Linked DNA regions of Rattus norvegicus: region 1 is linked to region 2. A link is a contact called in public Hi-C data. All regions are on one chromosome and are shown on one strand. Each heading gives the region's core, a stretch centred on a gene start, on an enhancer-like site or on the middle of the called end of the contact. The rest is flanking DNA. Distances are from core to core; before and after follow the strand shown.

Evidence for each region. A called contact is a pair of places that touch in the nucleus more often than the background predicts.
Region 1: a Hi-C map of liver shows a contact between it and region 2, with 3 times the contacts expected there. The contact joins the promoter of RGD1359108 here to the promoter of Smim8 in region 2. A contact is called at or near these places in 2 of 12 Hi-C or Micro-C datasets (liver and mammary epithelial cells).

The regions. Positions count from the first base shown.
Region 1 is chr5:54,585,171-54,590,333 of GRCr8, reverse strand. It overlaps RGD1359108 (similar to RIKEN cDNA 3110043O21), which reads left to right and starts at 2,977. Exons shown (of 11, transcript NM_001007702.2): 1 at 2,977-3,023.
Region 2 is chr5:54,139,430-54,144,908 of GRCr8, reverse strand. Smim8 (small integral membrane protein 8) reads left to right here and starts at 3,180. Exons shown (of 3, transcript NM_001201374.2): 1 at 3,180-3,299.

The DNA of each region.
Region 1 (5,163 bases), core at 1,728-4,227, 450 kb before region 2:
AGATCAAATTTACAAGCTTCCCCTGTGGTCAGGCAAGGAAGCTCCAGAGGGAGGGACGATAGGAGGAGTGCAATGCACCTATGGTAGTCATTTCAACTCCTATTAAATGCTGCAGCCACTACACAGATGGGGAACAAAACGCCCCCTGTCATGAATGCATAGTCTAACCTAAGGGTCATACTGGCCTCTCTATCTCCGTTCCCTCTTTTAAGGCACCACAGTAAGCTAGCACTGAGAGCACTGAGTCACCAAGAAGTGAAGAACTATCCAGTTTCATGGTTAATCTAAAGCAGAGACAATACTTAATATCTGTAGGGGTTACAGAGCCCAATCTCTTATTTTGCTTTAGAGTCCTCCTTGTTGGGGAGTGTTTACATGATTGAACGTTAATGAAACATGGACAGTTCACATTTTTCTACATCAGGTCTTTAAGGGTGTTGCTCTGGTTGGAAATAAGGGAAAGTGATCTTGGTTCTTGTTTGATGAGATACTCCCTTTCTTTTTCTTCTCTTAGATGCTCCCCCACCCCGAAGAATCTTCAGCTTGTAGTGTAGCCTAGGATGATCTTGAACTTCTAATTCTCCTGCCTCAGATTATAGGTGTTTGCCATCTCGCTGGTTTGTTTATTGTTGGAGAGTGAACCAGGGCAAGGTAAGCAAGACCTTTGCCAAATGCCCTCCATTTTCAGCCCTGGAGATATATTTCTACAGCAAGCATATTTTCACATAGAGCCTAGAGTTATTTGAGGTGATTTATTTGGAAAATGTGAGATGGTAGGGGTTAAAAATCTACCACACCCAATAACATGGATCATAGTTCTACACAATTAGCATTATTTTCTCTTCGTTCCCTGGAAGAAAGATGTATTCTAGACTACACCCCTCAGGCAATACAGTAATGATGGACCAGCATGCATACTTATTATTTCCTTCCTGATTAATAAAATTTAGCTACAATCTAGTTAAAAATATATAACCTACTTTACCTATGGCTAAGTAATTGTTCCATGAGATGTGAAGGAAAAGGTTTCCACTCATTGGTCACAAAATACACAGCAACATATAAGTTCTATTATGGTTTATTTCATTTCTTGTGGTCATGCAACATTTTAGGTCTTGGTGTTTCATTATTTTTTTTTCCAGAGAGAGAAAAAGAGAGGAGGACGCTGGTATGGCCCAGGGAGTCATACATGCTAGGCAAGCCCTCCACCCACTAAGGACATTCCTAGACTCTTCTTGGTTTGACTGTTTTTTTTTTTTTTAATTTTTTAAATAAAACGTATTTATCCTAGGACTGAAATTACACAAAATGAGATATCTGATGGACACTGTTTTCTTGGTTTTTGTTGTTGTTGTTGTTGGATGTTATTGGTGGTGGTGGGGGTGGGTTCTTTTGTTGTTTGTTTGTTAGTTGGTTTTTGGCTCTACGCAAAATTTTGAAGTAAAAAAAAAATCTGAGGAGGTATATATTCCTTCCCCCAGGCACTTAATCAAAGCTCCAGTCTTATTCTGAAGTGTAGTTAGTGTTAGTTTGGATCACCACAGACAAGTTTTAAAGGAGAAGGGCTTACCAAACAAATATCTATATATACTGGGCTCTAGAATAACACAAAACTGGTCCAATCAATTACTTTGATAGCTCTGGGTTACTACAGACAAATTGTGTGTGTGTGTGTGTGTGTGTGTGTGTACACGCACGCGCGTGTGCACACGATAGTACTTAAAATCTACCTATTAACTTTTCTGTGTGGGATATAAAATAAATGTCTATTCCTCATGCTATGCATTAGCTGTCTAGCCTCACCCAGTTACCTGACCTGAAAACTCACCCACTTTGACCTACAGCATCTCACTCTTAACCCTAGCCTTCCAAACACGGTACTATCCATTTTGTGTGTTTGGATGCATGCTAAACTCTACACATAATCCTTTGTATAGTCTGAAAAGCACCGTACAAAACAGTGTAAGAACTTAACAGATGACAGTTGCTGGGTTTAAAACAAACAACAAAAGAAAAAAGCATACACTACTACCCAAAGGTAGTGTTGATAGGTAGTTTGTTATTAATTCCTTTCTTTTCCTGTAAATGATGAAAAATATTAAACACTACTCATCTGTATTGAAAAGTCACAGTACAGTTACAAACCAAAAGAAGTTAAACATATTAAACGTCAAGGTGTTATTTTCCCAAAAGTTAAAAAACAAAGTGCACTGAATGACGTTTAGAAGAAAACCGGGGTGATGACGTACAGAGAGGGAGGAATTAACAAATTGTGCTTGTTGTGGAGTGAACGTGCACCGTCTGTGCACGACTTAACGGCAGTTACTTGTGCCATACGGACAAAAAGAAATCCACTCATTCATTAACTATTAGTTGAGCATCCACTACCTGCTGACCAAAAAAAAAAAAAAAAAAAAAAAAACCTACTTACAACCAGTAACTATGCTCCGTGGGTCCAGCAGGTTTCCCTAACGCAGATGGCACTATCTATCTAGGTTGAGCTCAACTCTGCCAACGTTATTTCCTGAGCAGCGGTTGGAAGATACAAAGTGCAAGACAGCCTCCGCCCGGCCAGCTGCCACTGACATCTCAAGGCTGGCAAAGCACATTGAAAATGCGACGCCGGAACTTACGGAGTCCCACGAGGAAACAGCGGCGCGTCAAGCAGAGACAAGTTCCGCCCACGTGAAAGATGGCGTTTGTAGTGTCAGCCATCCCAATTGCCTGTTCCTTCTCTGTGGGAGTGGTGTCTAGACAGTCCAGGCAGGGTATGCTAGGCAGGTGCGTTTTGGTTGCCTCAGATCGCAACTTGACTCCATAACGGTGACCAAAGACAAAAGAAGGAAACCAGATTAAAAAGAACCGGACACAGACCCCTGCAGAATCTGGAGCGGCCGTGGTTGGGGGCGGGGCTACGACGGGGCGGACTCGGGGGCGTGGGAGGGCGGGGCCGGGGCGGGGCCCGGAGCCGGCTGCGGTTGCGGTCCCTGCGCCGGCGGTGAAGGCGCAGCGGCGGCGAGTGGGTGAGTGAGACGTGCGGGCGGAGCGGGGCTGCTGCCTCGGTCTGCTTGCCGGCCGGTACCAGCGGGTTTTTTCTTCTTCGGGGTGAACTCCCCCCTGTTCCCCGAGCGAAAGAGCCCTTGGCCTCGCAGGAGTTGCGGGGGCCGCGGCGGTGCGGAGGGGATGAGGATGGGCCTCGTCTACGCTGTCCGCCCGCGCTCCCCGACCCGGAGCTTCTCCCCGGCCTTTGAGGGAACCCTCCGGGGGCTACCGCGGGCGCGGCCTCCAGCACCAGAAGCCTGGGCCCCAGGGGTCTGTACCGGAGGCAACCAGAGCGCTGGCGGTCCTGCGACCCAGTCAGATCTACCGAGGGTCCCCGCCCGGGAGGAGTAAGCGAGGGTGGGATGGAGTAAGGACAGACAGCACGCAGGCAGAATTTCGCAGAAGTTTGCACTGAGTGTGGATGCTTTCTTACAAGGGTTGCAGCTCTTACCAGGGTGTTCCCCAGTTCTGTGGGACTTGACCTGGTTGCCTCACAGTTCCGCGGTTGCACAGACTTACTAAAGGAAGTGACCATTGTGACTTGGGCATCACTTGACTGATGGTAATCAGTTGCAGAGAGAAGCGCACTGATTAAGTCTGCCCACACAGGGTCTGTCTGGCCAGGTCTTATATTCCGAAAAGGAGGGAAATCTTCCGTTTGCCTGAGAGGGATTGCGCGTTCTGTTAGGCGCTTGTAGAATTTTGTTCGGGCAGGTGGATAAATTTCTAGTCACACTGTTCCGGTGCGTCACCAGTTGTGTAAAACGGGTACACAGACTGTCTCAGTAGTACTTTTACTTTACATAAAGGACCCAAAAAAGACTGAAAAATACTTTGAGATAGAATCATTAGTCCACTTGGAAAACTTATAATAAAGAGCACGGGGGGGGGATGTTAATAATAATATGGAATCAAAAAATAATATGAAATCAGAGTATTTGAAATATATTAGTCTTCACCTCAATTAAAGAGGACGTTCCAGGAGGCCCCCAGTATAGCCTGAAATCTTGGCAAGTGCCTACACACACACATCATGTGAATATAGGTGCTTTCCCCTCATTACATTTCATACACGGATGATAAAGTTTAGAAACTAGGCACAATAAGAGATCAGAAATAACTGATAATAAAGTCGAGCCATTGCAGCCAGGCTATAAAAGCTGCGTGAATGTGATTGCTTTGTGTTTCAAAAGTAGCCTACAGCCTTTTCACCCTTGTTAAGTAAAACAAGGATGACCTGAGTGCAGGCTCCTTGGTACTTGGACACCAGATCTGATAACCAAGAAGACGGAGGAATAGTGGCAGACAGTGTGGAGAGCACGAATATGCCAGACTGAAAGGGTGAATCACAGCCCAGGAGAAGGAAGCAGGTGCTTGCTTCACCCTGCCCAGCACCACGTGTCACATTAAAAAAAAAAAAAACAAAAAAAACAAAAAAACAAACAAACAAAAAACCTGCAAATAATTTTTCTGGAAATTTTTCATTTACTATTTTTGAACGAATGTTTGCTACAGGGACTGAGAGTTTATCTGTGGATCAGGAGGAAGTGGGGTTTTCTGTTTGAGACACTGCTAACTAGCACTTCAGTGACCATTGGCACTGTGAGAAAGCTCTGAATCAGTTGGAAACTGCCTGGAGGTGCTGGTGCTCTTATTTTACAGAACGCACACCAGGGGGTGGGGAAGGGGGGGGAGAGAATGAATGAGAATATTACAGCCTGCACTGCAGATTGGACATTCAACAAGCATTTAAATTTCCAGGAGATAAATGTGAATATAACGTAAAAAGTTGGTAAAACAGTCTTTTTGGCTATGCTGGCCATCCGACTTTGCTTTCAGAACATGACCGAATGAATTAAAACTCCTATCTTTTGAGCCTGCCCTACACTCCCATGTTGATTAAATACTGACCAAGTGTTAGACACAGTCCTGGTGTCGTGGATATGGGTGTGAGTCTTGACTGAAATTGAACATTTGTGAAGAGTGACAAAGGCCAGGCTGGCAAGAAGTCCACTGTCTTTACAGGGGTCTTGATTAGTTCCTGTTTGGCCGAGAGGGCTGGTTGATGGCTGTCCCCCCACCTTCCCACAAGCAGTGGAAGCCTTATGGTGGTATAATTCT
Region 2 (5,479 bases), core at 1,931-4,430:
CACCAATTCTTTAAAAAAAACAAAAAACAAAAAACAAAACTAGCCAATCTCAAAAGTCTGTGAGGTCTGACCCCAGGCAGTGAGGAAAAGATTTGGTTACTGCCTAAAACACCTCTCCTGTTCCATGTGCTTCTTGTTCTGCTTTTGTGTGGCAGACCAGAAGTAGGGTCTGCCTTATCCTGACACTTAGAGTGGTTTCTTTGTGACCCTGAACTTATTTCTAATAGCAGGGATAAAGGCAGCAACATGCAAACACTTGGATGAAAATTCTTTCTCTAGCGACCCCAACAAAGAAGAGGCTCAAGGGAAATAGGATCTTGACTTTTGCTTGGTGTTTTCTATCTGTACAGAATCAGTCGGAGCTTCCTTACCAGTTAAAATGCTTTCCTAGCCTCTGGCATCAAATTTTTAAAAAAATCACATTATCCCTTGGGCTGGAGAGATGGTCTAGCAATTAAAAGCAGTAGTTGTTGTTCCTAAAGACCTACCTTGAGTCCCAGCTCTCACATGGTGGTTCGTGTCAGGAGCCAACATAGGGTGAGCTAATAACTAGCAGGTGAAATCCTGAGATGGTCTCCCTCAGGTTAAAAAAATATCCATGACAGATTTGCTCTAATAGACAAGGCCCAGGAAAAATTCATTTTAGTAAAGATTTCTGCTATTAATATGCTTTTCCTGTTATTATTAAACATGAATAACAATCACTAGGTATTAGCCTATGCCTTTGAGCAGATCTCTGCAGAACAACAAAGATGTATTGTCTTGTAGTGATATTGTATAGTCAAATAGATGATTTTTTTTCTTTTTTCTTTTTTTTGTCGGAGCTGGGGACCGAACCCAGGGCCTTGCGCTTGCTAGGCAAGCGCTCTACTACTGAGCTAAATCCCCAACCCCTCAAATAGATGATTTCTTAATCTTTAATGATGATCCTATAAGAATTCCTATAATTATAGTAATTATTGAGCTCTTTTAATAACACTGCTATTAAATCCTTTCTGATCGTCAAAACTGCAATGAGTACTCTGCCAGTCTTCAGTGTCATGAGTTAGTTGCTTCTGAGGTGGTAAGCAGGCATTCTACTACTCGGAGCACATTCTAAGAGGTTGTAAAATCATTAACTAAATGTCATAAAAAGAAAATTGAAGATTATTATAGGTGCTTGGACAGAAGATTAAATATTGACTGGGTTTATCTGCACACAACTTCACTAATAACTTAGTTCAATGAACCTGTGGAGCTGAGACAGGTGATGGATGTTAGCCAGATAATTACTCCTAATATATGCATGTAAACATTCTCAGTTGTAAACTTCTTATTTGATTTATGATTTGAACTTGTGTGTAAACTTGTGATGAACTTTGTACCATGGGATCATGCATCTTGAAAGATGCATAAGTGCTGAGGACAAAGAGAGGAGAGCATTATTCTCTCCTTATCCCCCTCTGCTTAGATTTTTTTTTTTACATCCTGCTTTCCTTTTTTTCTTAGAGAGCTTTCATAGGAAACTTTACAACTTAGAAATTAACACTAAAATCACTTTTCAAAGTGTCTTCCTTTTCTTCCTGTGCCTTTGGCTAGCAAGCAGGCTGAAAGTTAGAGCCTCACAATTCCTGTGGAGCTAGAACGAAGGCTACTTCACTTAATCCCCTGCTGTTTTGGGATGAGGTGCTAAACAGTTTCTTGCCTCAGAGGAACCCGGAAGGCAGATCAGCTACTGAAGCAAGGTGACTTAGAATTGAGATACGGAAGCCTATTGTTATTATACAGTCATCCCAAATACCTCATAAGGCCAAATCTTATCCCCGCCGATGCTCGATGCTCTAGGGGAACCAGAACATGAAGGAAGACCTGTCAGGGCTGCCCCCAGGCTGGCTCACAATTGTCTTTAACTCTAGTTCAGGAATTCCATGCCCTCTTCTCCCTCCAAAGGCGTCAGATACAAAACTCATGCATAGACATATATGTAGACAAAATACCCATATACATAAAAATAGTAATAAAGAATAACGTTACCCAAAATAAATCACATGGACTATTAATCCCACCAGGCAAGAATAAGACTACTACCACAATTTTTGAGCTAAGCAAGCTTTATTAAATACTGGCCAGGACAAGGGACCCTGACCAAGTCCATACCCAGGACTCCCAGAATATGGTACCAAATTACATTAGTCAGAAGCTTAGAAAATCAAAACCTGCCTTCATCTAATCAGGGCAAGCATACATCTCAACATACTTCCTGGCTACAAAACTCCCACCTATGTGTGTACATCCTGTGAGGTTGGAACAACCAACCTTGTTTACAGAAGTGAAAGCAAGTGGCCTGTTATCTTACATGAATAGCCCCCAGCATTACACGAAGTTATCTGTTCTTGCCAAGAGAGGCTTACAGGTTAGAGGCATTAAGACATCTGTTTTATAGATGTCTAAAGCACAGTAATTTAAACTTAATGTATAATTTTAGCCTTCACAGGACAACTCAGGAGTCAGGATGGGAGGCCATAGAAAAGAGAGAGTGGAATTGGTTTTGAAAATTACCAGAAACAACATTCCCATTTGTCAACTGATAATCCACTCGAAAGAGTCAACCATCTTTGACGTTAATTATATCATCTACTTTGGCTTGGCGTCCTCCTTGTATAACAGGGCTAGCACTTATACTACTTTTAAAATGCCTGTCTTTGAGAAAATGCTGATAATGTATGACTTTTAAAATTAAATATAAGTGAACTACTAATAGCTATGTGAAAACCAAAACGATCAGTGTTATCAGAGGTCCCGTAACAAGTCTCTCTTTGACCCCTAGAGATCTAATGTGGGAATTATCTCCGATGAATGTGCTTTCCAAAGCCAGGGCTCCTGCAGAGTTCTGGGTCGGCCCGGACCCCTGCTCTGCGGCCTCCGGAGCATAGGTGGCGCTGTGGTGCGGCCTTTCCAGAAGCCTGTGGCTTGTGGTGCGGAGAGAGCGCACCTAGCAGGAGCGCAAGGGAAGGAACGCGCACTAGAGGGAGCGCTCCTGTAGGGGTGGACTGGAGGGACGGCGCGCTAGTGGGCGCTCACCAGCGGGAACGCAAGGGAGGGCACGCGACTGGTGGGAACGCACCTGCGGGAGCGCGCATTAGAAGGAGCGCACCGGGCGAACCGGAAGGGGAGCGCGGCAGCGGGCGTTCGCAAGGGACGCCGGGAGTCTCTGTGTCTAGCGGCGCCGGACAGGGAAACTTCCTTAGCTTTGCAATTGCCCAAGGTTAGGCTCCGCCGGCTCTCGCAGGGGCGGGTTGTGGTTTGCAGGAGATGCTAAGGTAGGTTGTTGGCAGTCGAATATTCAGACTTAATTGACCTTAGTTATTTATGGAAGCTTCGAAGGCACTTGGGTTATAGTCAGCTCTCCACCTTGCGCAGCGGTGTAGACCACAGCCTGGCAGGGAAGCCTGCCTGCCGACCACAGAAATTTTCATACTCGTTTATAAAGAAGATTTATACTGAGCTCCGTAGGAACCTTGGTGTCCGACCCCGGTCTGCAAAGCTTTACAGCCTTCAGGTACCTGCCACACTGACACCCTTTCCCCAATGTAGGGTAAATTACCAGATGTTTTTCTTTTAAAAGTTATATTTTACAGTAAAAACGGATAGAATTCATTTTTAAAAATCTAAGTGATCTCATAACACCCCCCCACCCCCGCCATCACCTCCCCTCCTTCCCGCAAGACAGGGTTTTTCTGTGTACAGCTGGCTGTCCTGGAACTCACTGTAGACCAGGCTAGCCTGAAACTCCGAGATCCGCCTGCTTCTGTCTCTCTAGTGCTGGACTTATCTTACAGGAGCTACATCTTGTAATACTTTATCAATGCAAAAATACTTTCCTCAGAAATAAATTTTGGAAAAAGATGCTGAGGAGATAGAATGGGAGTCCACTACAATCGGAAGAACTGGACATCGAGGGTAGGAAGCTTGGACTATCTGTAGGATGACCACTATTTCATTAACATCTTTCCTTTTAAGGATGTTAACTACACATCTATAATACTGTAGTCTGTAATACTACTCCTTTTATTAAGTGGAATCGGAGTTGTCACTTACTCCAGAGAGAGAGACAGAGACAGAGACAGAGACAGAAATTCACTTAAGAAGTACCAGAGTTGAGGTTAAGTATATGCCTCCTTTCCTCAAGCCATAAAGTCCACTGACTTTTCTCAGAGTTGTTCATATTAATTTAAACTATTGAAGGTGCCCTACTCCAGACTTGAAGTTACTTTCTTAAGCACTAAAAGAGTGTAATATGTGAAACATAATAACAAGAACATTTGTACTCTCCCTGAAGTCTTTTGTCTATTTGAGGCAATTCTCTATATATTTGAAAATAGATTAATTTTCCTAAAGCAATTCTCATATTGTTTGTATCTTCATACTTTCGCATACAGTGTAGTGTAGGTAGCCAAGCCAATCTTGTTCTAGTGAATTTTGTGTGTATAGCATGGGCAGTTCATTCATGCACACATGGGAAGTATGTATGTAGAATATGTAGAAGCCAGAGGTCAACCTGATGTTGTTCCTCAAGGCCCACCTACCTTCTTTTCAGAGACAGACTTTCTCACTGGGACCTGGGACTTACTGATCCCAAGGAGCTGACGGTCAGTGAGCCCAGAGATGAGTCTGCCTCCCTCTCCCCAGAAGTAGGGCTACAAGCACACACTGCAGGCAGGTTTTTATGTGCATGCTGGGGATCAATGCAGGTCCTCAGCACCTTTAGTGATTAAAAATATATTGTTTGACAGTTATCAAGTATTTATATAATAAGTTTTGGTGTTTTCTCCCTCATTGCTCACATATCCACCCAATGGACCCCTTCTTCCCAATAGGCGCGCGCTCTCTCTCTCTCTCTCTTTCTGTCTAAAATTATTTACCAGAGCAACATCAACTTCTCCACTAAGGAAAATGACACTTCCTCATTAGTTACCTGCTAATAGTCCCTCAGGGAAGAATGGGGTCTGGTGCTTATTTTATGTGAATAAGTGTTTGTGTGTATGTATATGTATGTACCATATGCATGTCTGGTACCCATGGAGGCCAGGAGAGAGTATTGGACCCCAGGAACTACAGTTACAGGTAGTTGTAGCCACCACACAGACTCTAGGAACTGGCCCTAGTCTTCTACGAGGGAAACAAATACTCGTACCTGCTGGGCCTTCTCTCCAGCCTAACTAGTGAATTTTCAAATGTTAGCTGCCAAATATATTGTGGATCATACCCATGAACAATAATTTTGGTATAGTAGAGGAGAAAACAAAACCCATACACCAAAAGATGACTGTCCTTTTTAGCTTGGACTTCCATATTGTGTCATAATTCACAAGCCCATTCTTTTGTCTTGAGGTAGACCCATTTCCCTCACAAGGAAGAAAAGGAACAAAATAAAATACATTCTGTTAGAGAGCAGCATATGAAGTAAGTGTTGCTTAGTATAAATCTTTATAAACAAGAA